Linked DNA regions of Oryctolagus cuniculus: region 1 is linked to region 2. The links are chromatin contacts, called in public Micro-C maps. All regions are on one chromosome and are shown on one strand. The core of a region is the stretch at or near the end of the contact, and the rest is flanking DNA. Distances in the headings are between cores, read along the strand shown. Region 1 overlaps SLC7A1 (solute carrier family 7 member 1). Region 2 holds the start of UBL3 (ubiquitin like 3).

What was found. A called contact is a pair of places that touch in the nucleus more often than the background predicts.
Region 1: a contact with region 2 is called in a Micro-C map of ear pinna, with 5 times the contacts expected there. The contact joins the enhancer-like site here to the promoter of UBL3 in region 2. A contact is called at or near these places in 2 of 6 Hi-C or Micro-C datasets (ear pinna and an unstated tissue).

The regions. Positions count from the first base shown.
Region 1 is chr9:85,060,837-85,065,486 of mOryCun1.1, reverse strand. It overlaps SLC7A1 (solute carrier family 7 member 1), which reads right to left. Exons shown (of 13, transcript XM_070049065.1): 13 at 1-4,106. The coding sequence ends at 4,003. Among named protein-coding and RNA genes, the nearest start is that of SLC7A1, 85 kb to the right of the region's middle. Within about 2 kb of position 3,091, at least 1 of the 8 cell types and tissues checked has an H3K27ac peak or open chromatin away from gene starts, as enhancers often do.
Region 2 is chr9:84,755,217-84,760,260 of mOryCun1.1, reverse strand. It overlaps UBL3 (ubiquitin like 3), which reads right to left and starts at 3,258. Exons shown (of 5, transcript XM_008273523.4): 1 at 3,114-3,258. The coding sequence starts at 3,140.

The DNA of each region.
Region 1 (4,650 bases), core at 1,842-4,341, 310 kb before region 2:
ATGGTGGGAAGTCGTGGATGTACAGTGTAGTCAGCAGAAAGGGGAGATGGAAGAGTTTCACATTTTTTTAAGGTGAGAGGCGACACCTGCACTTGCCCTTAAAAAATAAAATACAATACAGTAAAACCCAGAGGGGCCCAAGCAGCAACCAACCTGGTTTGCAGTTAGCATCAGAATCTAAATCTAGTATAATTATTTAAGAAACTCTAAGAAAAACTAGTAGAAAAATAGAACATCAAACAAGCAAAAATTATCATACAATTTACATAATAAAAATGCACAACTCTAATAATGGCTCCACATTCAGTAGAAGACAGTTTGCTGGAAACCACAGCGCTCCAGGTTTGATAATAAACCCACCCTCTTCAGCAGCACGACCCCCTGTGCCCCTAAAACCCAGTGAAGCCAAAAGGCACAACTTAAGCAGGAAATGTATCTTAAATATATATTACAACGTCTCCAAAGGGAAAATAAGTCCCAAACTTAAAAGTCTGTGATGGAGAAAACAGGAAATCAGAGATCTCAATAAATTAACAGAGTCCCAGTGTCCTCCTGGCCTGTTTCCTGTCCCTGCTGCACACACTCATACCCTGAGAAAATCCGCCCGGCCCAGGTCTCTGCAGCTCTGCCCGCTCACGGGGTGACCCAGGCCTGTGCCCTGAGACCCTTTGGCAGAGCCAGGGCCCTCTGGAGACAACACACCATGCCTCCAAGAAGCAGCAGGCACAGAAAGGCTGCAGATTCCAGAGAGGAACTCGAAAAGCAGTTGACACTGTTTTTTGGCCTTACAAAAGCCTTTAGGCATCGTAACCTCGCTGATGTGTGGAGGGTACTATCTTGCACTACCTGATCAGTTAAGTGTGTCGCTACTCGTTCCCTCCAACATGTCCACAGAAGTCTGACAAAACGCTTATGTCGCTCTTGCTGCGGGGAGGGAGGGGAGAACGTGTGATGCTCTTATGACCACAGCACACAGATGCCGTCTGAATGACGTGCAGCAACACAAACATGGCACGAACTCAGTGACAATTCCATGCACATAAGTCACACCCCGTCTCCCCAAAAATTCCCTCCTCCAGAAGCTCGGCAGCCCCCGGGAGTGTGCACCTGGTGACAGCTCTCCATCCAGCCCAGGGCACAGTCAGAGTCCACCCCTAGTGCTCGTGGTGTCGAGGGGGTGCATGTGTGCAGATGCACCCGGGCACCTGGGGTGGGGGCAGGGCCTCCAGGCCTGGGCGTGGCCATCCTTGTCCCAGGAACCCAGCCAGCAATGCAGTACTCCCGGCTCCGCCTCCAAGCTCCACCTGCCTGGCCTTGGGTGGGCCCGCCAACACCAGCTGGTGGCAGACATAGGGAGAATGGCATGTATGACCCGAGTTCCATCTGCCTGCCCCAGCGCCAGGCCGGACGTGCAGGTGGGGAGCGTGGCACAGGACGGGAGGACCCCCGCGCCGCAGGTGCCGTCTGGTGCCTCCTGGTGCTGTGCCGGGGGCCGCCCCGTCAGCAGTCAGCATGCGGGACCGCATGGATGATCGCCGGATGGAAGGCAGAGGCTTGGTGGAAAGGGTTTGCTGTCGCACAAAACACAAGCTCAAAGCGGGTGATGATCCGAGCCACGCGGCAGGCTGTCTGTCCCTCTCCCTCCTACAGAGGCCCCACGCCCACCCCGCCTCTGCGGGGCTCCCCTGCTCTGGGGCAGAGGTCCTGGGGTCCTTAGCGAATAGGGGTCACGGATGCACACAGACGGTGGGGGCGAGACGGGAGGGCCCCTTATTCATGGCACATGGGTCTTTCCAGGGTGGGTGGGCTTGCGGCTGATGCAGATTGTAAATTTCCCCTGCAAGATAATCCTGGGCTGGCTGTGAACCCAGGATGATTCTCACGGGCACAGAGACGTTAGGAGACGCCAAGCCGGGCGCGTCAGTTCCCATCCAGCTCCCTGCTCATACACCTGGGACAAGCAGCAGAAGGTGGCCCAAGCGTCCGAGCCCCTGCACCCACGTGAGAGACCCAAAAGAAGCTCCTGGATTTGGCCTGGCCCAGCCCAGGCCTTTGCAGCCCTCGGGGAGTGAACCAGCTCTCTCTCTCTCTCTTTCTCTGTAGCTCTTCCAAATAAAATAAATCTTTAATAATAATAATAATAATAATAAACAGAGCCGCAAAATGATGGGTCCCTTTTTTGTGCCCGTGTGTGTATTCATTGCAGGGGAAGGCACCTGGGATGTTAAGAGAAAGCCAACTACAATGCAGGGGTTCACCCAGACACCACTGCTTCCGGCCCTGTCCCCGTGTACGGGGCGCTCCCAACAACGGTACAGAAACGGGCGGCCACAGGGCAACACCTGGGCCGGTCCCACAGTGTCCCAGACAATCAGGAGGGCGGACCCACGCAGCGCGCCTTCCCTCAGTGCAATGCGACACGTGGCTGACCGCAGTCTCATCTGCAAGGTGCTATCCTCTGTGGACATCTCAGGCAGAAAGAAAAAAAGAAAAAAAAAGTTTTCCCTCCCCTCCCCCAGCTGTCCTTGGACACCCTCTTTCCCTCAAGTTCTCTTTGCCTATGTAGAAAAATAACAGCCACAAAAAAAAAAGAAGAAAAAAAAAACAGGTATTAGGTCCTAAGAAGACAACAGACAACCAAAACCCCAATAAAATAAGTTAATGTTTATCAAAATATTTTACAGCACCAAATCTACATAAATTTAAATATCTTTCTTTGGAAACCCAAGCTCTGAGCTTCGTGCCACTCCCTCTGGGACATTCAGAGATGCTCAGAGGGCAGCTTCCAGGAGGCGGCAGCGCCTGCCACGGGCTGGGCCCTGGGAGAGCCGGCCCTCGGGCTGTGGCCCTCATTCTCGGAGTGCTCTCCGAGAACCCTCTGGGACACGCGGAGAGACAAGTGCAGTCAACGTGTAGGGCTTTTCCGAGTGGGAGGACAGCCAGGGAAGGAGCGGGAAACAGCTTCGCAAGCAGCTCTGGTGCTTCCCGCGGCAGCGGAGAGGGCACCAGAGAGGTCACCCGGGGCCCGCTCCCCAAGGAGCGTGCAACCAGGGCTGCCGCCGGGGGCTGAGCGGGAGGGGCACAGCGTGCCGGCGCGGACACCTGGGTCCCGGCGGGGCCTCGGGCAGGCTCAAGCACTTGAAGCGGGCGGGAGTGTGGCCGGCCAGGCGGGCGGTCGCGATCCAGTTTTCTGAGCCAAGCCCCAAGGGAACCTGACGCAGGGACTCGCAGCTGCCAGGACTGAATCCCGTGGCGCACACGCAGGGGCTCGCAGCCCACGGCTGGGGTCACCAGGTCACTGAGCTGCCTCCTGCTCAGGGAACCTTAGGCACCCCAGGAGATTCGGTGACTGGGACAGTCCCCTGGAGACTTCTACACGCCGCCACCCCAAGGCCAACGCTGCGCCCCTCGTCGCCCGTTCCAGAGGCTCAGCACGCATGGCCAGCGGCGATCGAGGCCAGCAGCCGCGAGCCCCGCCGGGGCTGGGGCAGCGTCTGGCGTGCGCACTGCGTAGGCGCCCCCAGCCCCACTCTCCCCGCCGCTGGAGGCCCTGCATCCTTTGCAAATCAGACCCCTGACTGCAATCCCAGGGGCCGCCCACCGAGGGCGTCCGGCTCGGAGGGGCCGGGCTGGGAGCAGCAGCCGGGGCCGTGGGCCTGTGGCCGGCCGCGGGGTGCGCAGTTCACAGGCCAGCGTGGTCCCGGGGAGGGTGGCCCGCGGTCCCGAGCTGAGGAGAGAAGCTGGCCGCCGCGGCCCGGGACAGAGCTGGCGACAGAAGCGCTGTTTGCTTGCTTTGGAGCGGGGGTGAGGAGACATGGCGGCCACCCCCCTGCCAAGGAGTTGCTGGAGGTGACCGGCCTCAACCGCCGTGGCCGAGGCTGCAGTTCAAGTAATTGCCCGCTTGGGGGCGCCGGGGATGTGGGTGGGTCCCGCGGCCCCGCTGGGGAGGGCAGGGGGCGTGGCGGCCCTCAGGGGGTGGCCCTCAGCGGGCGGGGCTGCGCGTCACTTGCACTGGTCCAAATTGCCCTCAGGAGTCCTTGCCTGGCCGGCGGCCAGGGACGCCTCCTCGCTGTGCCACAGCCCGTAGCCGAAGTAGATGATGAAGCCTGCGGGCCGAGAGCAGAGGGATGAGGGTGAGCGCAGGGCGCGCGGTCCCTACCCCTGACTTCCCGCCTCTGGACAATCAACAGCTGCCTCATCCTGCCTCGGGCACGGGCTCCCGGCTGGCCTCACTGCAGTGTGCCCTGGGCACACATGGCAGCTAGCCCTCCTCCCCATCTCTCCCTTCCCAGGACCTGAGGCCCTCCCACTTAGCCCTGGGTCATCTCCTGGAGGCCTAAGACCACCTAGCAGTCACCCTGTATGCCCCCCATGAACCACGGGAGACCAAGAAGGCTAAAAGGGCACAAAGGTCAAGGCCCACCCCCTGGCACCTGCACCAGCACTTAAGACACAGGGAAAGGAAGAACCTGACCACGCCCCCTGCCGAGGGCCAGAGGCCCAGAGGTGGGGCACAGTCAGCCGGCCGCAGACCAGGCTGCACCACCCAAGAGGACCAGAGCCCCCCACAGCCTCTGTCCAGCAGCACCTCCCCCACGCCCACTGTCAGCAAAGGAGCCGTGGGCAGCCCGGGACAAGGACACCCGCCAG
Region 2 (5,044 bases), core at 2,009-4,508:
ATCTATGTCAGCATCCTTCCCAATCCAGAAAGCAAAATTACTACCTTATCTATCCTGTCTTAGGCCTTACTACTAACACCAGTAACAAACATTTTCCTGCAGAAGATCGATGGTTATTAACATAAGTCATGCTACAATTATATACAAGAAATACTGCCCCCTCACGAACTATGATTTGGGTTGATAAAAAAAAAAAAGTAAAGGAATTGAATCCTTTAAATACAATGTATAATATTCTGTCCACATATTTTCACATTTTGCACAATTACTACACTGAGAATGTTTAGTACATCCATTCAAATTCAATCACTCTTAGCAAAGGAAAAATCAATATTTCATATAAACACTTTTATATTTATACGACACATATATTATAGAATGTTAATTGGAAAAGTACCAACTGCAAATTTTTCTTAAGGATACACTAAATTTCACTAGAGTGCACTGCCCCCCTCCAAAAAAGAGACTAAATTTGGATGCCAAAAGTGAGACTCTGTGCTAAACACACAAGTTTATTGAATGTCCTGTCTAATAATAAATTTAAATGTAAGTTCTATTTACAAAACAAAAACCGGCATTTTTCTAAAAACCTGATTCTAAAGTCAGGATCACAGCGGTTAGAAGACACTACCAAAAACATCAATCGATTTAGCAAGTCCTATAGCTTAAGAATGAATTACTTCTAATGAAAACATGACAGGGGTTATAACTTCACTGCCCCACCCCATCTCTCCAGTAGGATTTTCCTATAAGGCTGACAAGCACCATTAAAATGCAAAAGAGCGTAACATTTGTTTCCGAATAGCACAACATACTAGCTGTCAACACTTAGAAAGCTTAACATTTTACTGCACCTAGCAAAAAATGCATATATGCATGCTTGCAAGTTTATGGATCGTAACAATACACATCCTAATCAATTCAGAGTTGTGCTGCAAAGGAAATGTTTTTGATGTGGGAGTGGTGACACAGGCTTTTGCAAGATCCAAAGAGTGGGAAACTGCTCTCAGTTTAAGTCATGAAAGGTAAACTCGAATTAATTGCTGACAAATATGGAGCATTTGGTCAACAACTTCTAACCATTATGTATGGTGGTGTATTTCAAGATGAGAATGCTAGGCATATGACAAATTCAGGTACTTTTAAGCAAAAATGCCATGTAAGTCACAGCAAATGACGGTTTAAAAGGCTTCATCAAAGACAATGATCCTAACCTCCAGCAAGCTGGCCAGCTAGAAAACAAGACATTAAAAACTACTCAGAACAATCGAACTTGTGCTGTTCCTTAGTACTCACTCGCAAACAGCATCACCGGGGCATTATATGTTTATTACATAATAGAGCTTTGCCCTTGCATATCACCTTTAATCAAGGGATCTCAAAGCACCTCAGAGCCATCAAGGCCTTAACATACAATCTAAAACAGATAGCTGTATTTTATAATTGCAACTATTAGCAAAAGCCTGCCCCTACTTCCCAGTCCCCGGATCCCGACGTCGGCTTCCAAACCCTCCAGTGACTTAGAGACGGTATTCCCCCAAATTATCTCCATTTGTGACGGACGCTACGCACATTTCAGCTTTCCTTCGTCACCGGGCCTGAGGAAAGCATTCGCACGGTCTTAACGACTTAAATCTACTGCATCACAACTTCTGTGCAGGGTAAGTGGTACTCAGGGAGAACCTATCTTGCACGGTGATGACATAAAATGGAGGCTTTAGAGAGAACAAATCTCTGCTGGAGGCAGCGAGCCCACAGAGCCCTCATCGAGCAGGGGAAGCGGCACCTCCCCCCCACACACCACCCCGGTCCAGAGACCTCCCCAGGTAACTTCAAGAGCAGCGTAGAGGAACCCGCGTCCAGCTTCCCCTCGCGGTTCTCAGGTGGGCGCGCCAGGAAGAGAGCGAAAACTACAAGGACAATGCAGGAGCCCTCCTACTCAGAACAGAGGAAGGCTTCCCGAGGCCACCCAAGAGACAGAACCCCGTGGTTCCTTTGCATTTAAATAGCGCACTAAATGAGAAATCAAACACAAGCAAACGTCTCTGCACCAAGGTCGAAATATCCCGCTGAGGAGTCCTTTAATCTCTCCAATCTTAAACATCTGCAAAGGAGGTTTCCTCCCATAGAAGTATTTGACATTTTAAAATGCAGTCATCAGCAAAGTTCCTTTTTATTTTTTCGCAGGAATACACACTCAAATGCTAACTCCGGTGAGCACATCCGCATTAACTTCCATTCTCCATAAAGCGAGTTCTTCAACTTCCTATTAACTGCATTCTCTGAGTCCTTAGGGCTGCAAAGTGTCATTTCACACTCACACAAAGCGCCCGCCAGCACGGTAGAGCTACACCGTGACTGTCAACAGCCTCACAAGCCTAACCTTTAACAAACAAAAAGAAAAGCGTCAATAAACAAGAGAGTTCTCGAAGCGACCAAAGCTCAAGAGGCCGTTTCTGCAGCTTTCAAAGTCTACGGATGTAATAGCACTACGTATCTGGCACTGCAAATCCTGGGCTAGACACGAAAAGTACCGATAGGCGGTCAGCCGAGAGTTGGGTAGGAAAAAAAAAAAAAAAAAACTAAACATCTGAATGTTTCCGTCTCCACAGTCGCCCGCTCAGACGCTGCAAAAGGCTCGCAGCAAGTGCTGTGCAGAGCCCCGTTCCTGAAAAAATACCAAGCTTGCGCCCACTGCGAGAGTGACTGAGCGCGATTGTCCCCGGCCACCTCCGGCTCGAGGAGGGCCGGCCGCCCTCGGCTCTGCCCCCGGGCACTGACGTTTCCCGAAGCGCTAAAACACCAGCGTCCCCAGGCTTCTGGCAAAAACAGCCAGACGGCTCCTTCCCTGCCAGGCTGCCTGGCTACGTTTCTCTTACTTCTTTTTCCACGGTCCTCAGCGATTGAGAGAACACGCAACTGCATGAGAAAACCCATGTTCAAAGCAGTCCCTTTTCGAAAAAGAGAGAAATCGGAAGCTCCAACTTCTCCAAATCCGCCACCGCGGTGGCTTCTCGGCAGCCCCCGGCAACCCCTCGCCCCACGCCAGCGTCCCTGCCGATCAAACAAGATGGGAAGCCGCAATTAAATCAGAGTGTCACAACTTCACTTACCATATCCGCCGGGACATTACTGGACATCTTGCCGTTTGGTATGTACTCGGATGTTTACGCCAAAAAAAAAAAAAAAAAACACCCCCCCCCACACAATATAAACAAACAAAAAGACCAAAAGTCTTCGAGCTGCAGAAATAACCCTTCGCGATGTCAACTGGTCCGCGATGTGCTTTCCAAAAAAATAAAAACAAGAAGTTATTTCGGAGCCAACGTGCTGGCCCGGCCGAGGTTCCGTGCGAGGAGGAAACAATCCCCAGGAGCCGGGCGGCCGGAGCGGGGGGAAGCTCTCGGGACAGCGGCGGCCCCCGTTGTCGTCGTCGTCGTCAGCAGCAGCCCTAGGACCGGCCGCGCCAGGTGAACGGAGCCGAGTGACACACGGACATGGAGCGGGGTGGGAGGGGGTTAAATCCGCCTTCCTCCTTTCCCAGCCCCGGCAATGATTCACACTCGCTCCCGAGTCAAGTCCTCATTAAGCAGGAGAAAAATGCCCCGGCGTGGATGTACATAGATAGCTATGTAGCTACACATCGACGCGTGAGCCGTGAGTGGCAAGTGGCCGCGGACCCCGCCGCGCGGGGAAACGGCTCAACTCGCGCCGCCGGGGCGGAGAGCCGGGCCGCGGAGAGCCGAGCTCAAGGGCATTTAACTCGTGGCGAGCCAAAGCGCAAGCTCCGGGCCGAGAGGCAAGGCGCAGGGCGGCCAGGACACCGCACGGCCCCGCCGGGTTCAGGCCGCGAGCGCCTCCAGGCAGCGGCGGAGGTCCCGGCGCATCGTCTCCGGCTCCTCGGCGCTCCTCTTCTGCCTCCGCCTCCCCCGTCCCCGCCTTCTCCTCCCCTCCCCGGCCTCGCGAGCTCCGGCGTCGCCGACTTCGGCAGCTCCCCGGAAGAGGCCGGGTCCTCCCTCGCCTCAGCCCGGGAATGGTTTCCTCTCCGGGCTTTTTGTCTCTCCTCCTCCACTTTTCAGCCCCACACGCCGCGGCCACCTCCTGTCATCGCCTCTCAAACCAACATGGCGGCGCCGGCGGCGGCAGCGGCGGGGGCGGCTGCCCGAGCGCGAGTAGGGAACACCGGGAGAGCGCGGCCCCCCTCACAGCCGCCGCCCCCGCGCTCCCTCCCTCGCGGGCACCGAATGCGTCACTACGGAGACCACCCTCGAGCATCACGGGAAGTGTAGTCCACGCGGGGGTGGGGTGCAGGAGGGGGCCGCCGAACGCGTCCTCGGCGCACTTCGAAGCCACGCCCCCCATAGCAACAGTTACTAGGAAAGAAAAGCTCCCTTCCTGGCTACTGCCCAGGAGTTAGGGGATACCCTGCTTCAAGGAATGCTGTGATCCTGTGAATTGTTGGTTGTTGAGGCGAAATAATTCTGCAAGGAGACATTCCCTCATGCATGATATGCACACAGCGTTAAAAATACGGTCTACGGAATCATTCCTTTTCATTACAGGAAGCTTTCCGCATCTTGCAGTCGCAAACGGTTTGGTAGCAGGATTTCATCTAGTTCCTCTCAACATTACATTTTGAAGATCAGAAGCAACCATTGATTTCCAATAAGGTCATGGAAGTTCAACAGGAACAAGGATCTCATTAAGCAGTGAGAATGTTTTAACATGTGTTTCTTGGCGACCCAGCGCTGTAAAGCTACAATCTAGTTAATTGAAATTACCCCAAACTGCATTAGATACAATAGTATTATCACGACAAATCTATATCAGGAAATAACTACTACACACTGCATGGGGATTTGATTTACCAGACTAGCTCCTGAATTCTAACTCCTGATGTAATTGAAGACTTAGGCATCTTCTGCAGGGGCTAATGAACGCCAGAGAATAATGCCATTATTGAGAAGACTCAGGTGGAGAATGTGTCTACTCTAGATTTAGGAACCAGACACAGAAACCACAAATGTTCATCTGAATCCCCATT